Linked DNA regions of Mus musculus: region 2 is linked to region 1. Evidence: chromatin contacts called from public HiChIP or PLAC-seq data. All regions are on one chromosome and are shown on one strand. The core of a region is the stretch at or near the end of the contact, and the rest is flanking DNA. Distances in the headings are between cores, read along the strand shown.

What was found. HiChIP or PLAC-seq counts read pairs in DNA pulled down with a chosen protein or histone mark.
Region 2: a contact with region 1 is called in an H3K27ac HiChIP or PLAC-seq map of double positive thymocytes, with 6 read pairs. The contact joins two enhancer-like sites.

What each region holds. Positions count from the first base shown.
Region 1 is chr13:24,385,119-24,388,010 of GRCm38.p6, reverse strand. The region is part of intron 1 of Cmah (cytidine monophospho-N-acetylneuraminic acid hydroxylase); the gene reads right to left. Among named protein-coding and RNA genes, the nearest start is that of Gm11342, 11 kb to the right of the region's middle. Within about 2 kb of position 1,475, at least 8 of the 459 cell types and tissues checked have an H3K27ac peak or open chromatin away from gene starts, as enhancers often do. A contact at or near this core is called in double positive thymocytes, where this site is marked.
Region 2 is chr13:24,708,462-24,711,477 of GRCm38.p6, reverse strand. Ripor2 (RHO family interacting cell polarization regulator 2) reads right to left here. Exons shown (of 23, transcript NM_029679.2): 16 at 1,187-1,355. Among named protein-coding and RNA genes, the nearest start is that of Armh2, 31 kb to the left of the region's middle. Within about 2 kb of position 1,592, at least 16 of the 459 cell types and tissues checked have an H3K27ac peak or open chromatin away from gene starts, as enhancers often do. A contact at or near this core is called in double positive thymocytes, where this site is marked.

The sequences.
Region 1 (2,892 bases), core at 226-2,725:
GCCCATTGGACTTGCAAACTTTATATGCCCAGTACAGGGGAACGCCAGGGCCAAAAAATGGGAATGGGTGGGTAGGGGGTTGGGGGGAGTGGGAGGCTTTTGGGATAGCATTGGAAATGTAATTGAGGAAAATATGTAATAAAAAAAATTTTAAAAAGAAGAAATAAATGTTTGGGTAGAAGAAAAAAAAGAGGAAGACTAGGCATGTAAGGATAATTAGCTGCTGGGAATAACACATTGAATCCCCATCGTAAAAATACAGCTCCATCAGATTTTAATAAAGGAAACGGAAAACTTGGCAAAGTGTATTAAAGGCAGAAACCTTCTGAATTCCCAGAAATGGGAAGACAAATTTTGTGACTTTTTTTTTACTTAGCTTATTTATCAAAAGGACAAGGATGACAATGGGATTCAGAAAAGGGAGCTCAGACAGCCAGGATGTGGGGATGAGGGTGGAGGCCTCTTAAGAACAAGCTGATGCTCTCTAGGGGACTAGGATTCCAAGCCTTCTCCCCTTCCCCACTCCCCAGGCCTCATCAAAGTGTGCCACCAAGGTTGAATAGTACCAGTGCCATTTAGGGAGCACAGAAGAAAGAGCTGCATTCATGTCTGGACCAGGATGAGGTGCGGGGAAGTGGGTGTGAGTGTGAGATCACCTGTTGGGGTACACTATGTGTTGGGGCACACTTCCTCACCTTCGGAAAGCACTCACTGATTGGTTTAATAAGGAGCCAATGGCCAATAACTAGGCAGGAAAGGGAAGATGGGTCTTCCAGGCTGAGAGAGGGTCTCTGGGAGAAGAATCTGGCTGGGGAAGCTTTGCTAGTGTCACATGGAGGCGGAAGGAACGGAGCTGGGACTGAGGGAGAGGTGACAGGACGTGGGGCAGGGCTTAGGCCAGGAATAGTAGGGTTTAATTTGTATGAACTAGCTGGGAGTCTACCCAGCTATACTGTCTAAGCTTTCATAAATATTAAGAAGTCCTTAGGTTGTTATTTAGAGCTGGCGGATCCAAAATCAGCCTGGTGATAGTCACCAACCAGAGAGAAACCAGAGCCAGGGCACCCAAGACATACAAAAGTCACTCAGAACTGAAAACAAAAACAGTGTAGTGGGTGCGATGGTGTATACCTGAACCCACTGCACTCCAGAGGTGAAGGCAGGGGGGTGAAGAGCTCAAGACCAGCTACATAGTGACTTTTTGAGGTGATCCTGGGCTGCATAAGACCCCAAAATAAATTAAATAAATAAATAGAATAAGCATTGCATTTCCTACTGCAGATGAAATGTAGAATTATAAATTTTCTTGAAATCTCCCAGGAAAGGGGGTTTTATAAGTGAAGCAGGAGCAGTAAAGGAAAAAAAAAAAGAGAGAAAATAAAACAAATTCTTGAAAGTTATGATAGTCAAGGCAAATCCAGGGGACATCAAAGACTTAAGTAGCAGAGACGCCAACACCAAGCTTAGCAGCAGGAAGGAGCACCTGGATCCATGGTTTGTACAGGGGCGTTCAGAGAACACAGAAAGGCAAATGAAGACAGGGTTAGGGAAACCACAGGAGAACATTTCTTTACCTGGAGAAAAACTCCAGTTCTCAGTCAATGGACCTAATAATTGTTTCGAAAGAACAATGAGAAAAGTTATATGCTGATGACTGACACCACCCCCTTCTCCCAAAGTGCCAAGTAATCCTACACACTAGGCCTGATAGTTAGTTCATGCCTATAGTCCCAGCACTTAGCAAACTGAGACAGGAGTTTGAGTTTGAGGCCAGCCTGGTCTACATATTAAACTCAAGTCCAGCCCAGGATACACAGTGAGTTCTAGGGTAAGCCAGAAGTACATAGAAATACTTTGCCTTTAAAATAAATAAACAAACAAACAAACAAACAAACCAAACCAAACCCCAAAACAAAAGCAAAACCAAGAAGATGAAGGAGTGAAGAGGAGAGGAGAGGAAGGAAGAGGGAGAAGAGGAGGAGGAGAGGAAGGACAAGGAGACACTGTCCGCTCCATTCACCTCCCACAAACTAACACAAAGAAAGTGCTCTGAGACATCTAGTTTGTCTAGTCTGCAAGCCTGGGGTGCTGCTAAGGGGACTCCCAGGGAGAACCCCCTCCCCTGCCATGTGCCCAGCTCCCTCCCATGCCACAGGCCCACCCCCGCCTTACTGTGTGATAAGATGAAAATAATCTAAAGGCTTATTTACTCCGCCAGTAAAGAGAGGTGGTGTTATGTGCAGAACCTGCTGGGAAGATCCAGAGATATTTCTGAAACCTCCAAAATGAGAACTTTAGCCCATTTGGGCTGGTGCAGGGTAGATGATCCTGCTCTTGCATTAGTCTAAAGAGAGAGCATCCATTCACAAAAGAAGAATGGCCAAGCACTGGCACTCCTCCCAAAGTCAAACACAGAAGTTGGCAGACCATTGCACTGCATGCATCTCTCATCTGTTTTCCTTAAAAACTCAGTCATGTTATGTGGATGTGTTTTGTTTTAATCCCAAGTGTGGGATATGGGGCCACTTCAGAGTCCAAAGCAACTGACTATGATTTGCCTCATGCTTTGGCAGGGGCATGCTTTTGCCAGCTGAAGATAGTGTAAGTTTGGAACTCTGGGGATTCTTGTAAGGGCTTAAAAATTCCAGAGTCACGAAGGCTGCTGCAGCTGCTGCTGGTCCTGGCTGCTGCTGCTTTTGCAGGCTGTTGATTTCTGTTTTGATTTCTATTTTGCTGAATTGCTGGTTGCTGGTTGGAAATATCCTGACAGCAAAGGTTGAACTTGCCCTAAGGAACTTGATGCTTGATCAGCAGGAAGTAGTTTAAAGAAGTCTACATCCTTTTTTCCCTCTAACCTTCTTTCTCATCTGCCAACTGTTGGGGTGGGGGTTG
Region 2 (3,016 bases), core at 343-2,842, 320 kb before region 1:
TCCTTTGAGGCAATGTCTTGCTATGTAGCCCAGGTTTTGTCTTGAACTCTGGATCCTCCTATGTCTATCTGCCCAGTCCTGGGATTATATGTGTGTTCCACTATGCTCAGAAAGCTATTTGTTTGCTAGAGAAAGTCATCTTCTTCTATGTTTTCTATAACTGTGTGCCTAGTGCTGTCCAGCCCCTGGGAAGCCCAGCCCCGGGCCCTCCCTCTGTTCTCTCCCTGCCTCCTGGGTTTTGGCTGGCACAGGGTCACCCTTCCTCTTCTCACCGCAGCCTGTCTCAGGGGCCGATTTCTGTAAAGCTGCGGTTACAACAATTGCTTGTGTGTTCCTTCCTGCTTCACGTACACCCAAGCCATCTGGGAACAGATCACAGCAGGGAGAATACAAGCAGCCAGGCAAGGAGGAAGCCCTTAAGTCCAGGCCTCTGGGAAAGTGCCCCATTCGGGACAGCTGAGAGCCCGTGAAAGGCCTTCCATGCTTTTGCTTCTGGGGCTGTAACACCTCAGGTGGTAAACAGATTTACCCATGGTGTTCCAGTGAGAGCACTGAGTGGTGAGGGGATAGATAACCTGGAGGAATGATCCTTCCCGTTGCTCTTTAAAATTACTACTCCAAGCCGGCCTGCAACCCTGGCTCTTGGGAGGTAGCAGCAGGAGGGTCAAGAGTTCAAGACTAGCCTCAGCTATACAGTGGGTTCGAGAGACAGCTTGGCTTGCATAAGACCCTGTTTTAAACAGAAGAAACTTTCTCATTTACCATTTGGGGAGCCATAATCTGCTTCTGTAGTACATTGCTGTTAGCCCAACATGTGGTGGGCTGTGAACTAGACATTCCATAATATCTATCTAGTTAACACTGTTCTCCAGCTCTGCCTATGGACGGCACCTTCGTCTTCTTCTGTTGAATCCCTCTCCTTTACTGCCTGGTGCTTTGGATGTGAGCACTGGCCATACTCTGCCCGGTAACCACTATAGACTGCAGATCTAGGTTTAACGTGAAGTTGAAAACCCAGGCTTAAGAAAGGGTTAGATGTGTCCATCAAGGTTTTGACTTGGTTCAAATCAAAACAGCCGCATGCTCTTACTTCTGAACTCTCATTTCCTTGGCAAAGCTAAGACACACGCTATGCACACCTTTCTGTCACGTCAGCGCCCCTCCTCCCCCACGTTACACATCCTACCTGGATGAGCTGGGTGCAGTATTGTAGATGTTTGACTATGGTGATGTCCAGGCTCTCATTTCCTGTGGTGAGTGGGAGCGGGCTTCCTGCCACACTGGTGCCTACACCTGTGTCTTCAGTCAGAGCCTCGCTAAGGTGACCCCTGGCTTCCGGGTGAACTGACCTGTAACTGAAAGAGGAAGGCAGGTGAAACACGAGCTCTTTTTTTTCTGTGCACAAACCACAGGCCAAGTTTAACGTGGTCCCCACTGAAATCTGTCCTTCCCTGGTTTGCTCTCAAAAGCAGGGGTACCTTTCTAAAATAACTTATTTCAGCTCGGTTGCCAATTTGCCTAAGTATCAAAAGACCAGGCAAACAAAGGCTGCTGTTTGTCTTCTGAGCACAATGAGCTCTTTGTGAAGTAGCTTCCCTGAGAAGGCTTTGAACTGTGCCCTCATGCTGCACCTGCTGCGCTTGCCCACCCTGTAGGCAGGGGTTCTGCCAGCTTCCCTGGGAATCAACAGTCCTGCTTGTGGGCTTCTATGAGTGATCCCATTAAAGAGTAATCTCAAAGGCTGGCTCAGCAGGTAAGAGCACTGACTGCTCTACTGAAGGTTCCGAGTTCAAATCCCAGCAACCACATGGTGGCTCACAACCACCCTTAATGAGATCTGAAGCCCTCTTCTGGTGTGTCTGAAGTCAGCTACAGTGTACTTATGTATAATAATAAAAGTAAATAAATAAAAAAAAGTAATCTCGCAGGCCTTGCCATGGCCTCATACCAACTGCTACTCTAAGACAAGGAAAAAAAAGCTGCAGAGGGCTGCTGCTGGGTGACAGTGCTGTGACAGGCAGACACCAGAAGGGGAGTGTGGCTGTGCAGCTCTCTGCTCTGTCCTGTTTCTCCTGCTCTCTTTAAACCTACTGTCACACTGTCTGAAATTATCCACTGTCACACTGTGAAGTCATACCATCACGGACACTCTCATTTTAAAGTTTCACATGTTATCTAATTTTCTTTCTTCCCTTCTCTTTCTGAGACATGGCCCTGAGTTGCCTCGTCCCCACTAAGTGCCTCTAAGTGCTGGGATTACAGCTGGATTTCACTACGGCCAGTTTATTCTTTTTCCAATTGGCATATATTTTGTTATATTTTATGGTTTCAAGTTTACAAATAAGTCTTTTATTTATTTGGGTTATTTGATTATTGTATGATCTGGGTACATAGAATTTTAAAAATGAATTTCTTTTCTTTCTTTCTTTCTTTCTTTCTTATTTATTTATTCATTTATTTTTTTATTTTTATGACATGGTTTCCTTGTGTAGCTCTGGCTGTCCTAGAACTTGCACTGTAGTTCGGGCTGGCCTCTACCACATAGAAATCAGCCTGCCTCTGCCTTCTGAGTGACGGCAGCGTGTGCCACCACTACCCAGTGAATTCCTTTCTTTTTAAATATAAACTTCATTATAAGAGCCTTGTAAATTAAACCATTATACACCAAAATTAACCAGACCTAAAGTCTATATATCTCAATGAAGTAGGATAGGAATCCTGGTGCTGTGGGCTTTACACACAATGCAACTATTGTTTACTATTGAATGCATTTATATGCACCTATCCATCACCCAAACTGAAAAATCCATAAGAGAGGTAGAACTACAAACACCTACTGCTTTATCTGTTATAGCAAAGGACTGGCACCAAGCTAGTTGTCCATCAGTAGATGAATGGGTCATAAAAATAGCATATATTATATACATATATGCATATTTCAACTCTGAAGAAAGATATATCACAATATTTGCAAAAATGGATGGACTTAGACAATGAATATATAATACTCAGAAAG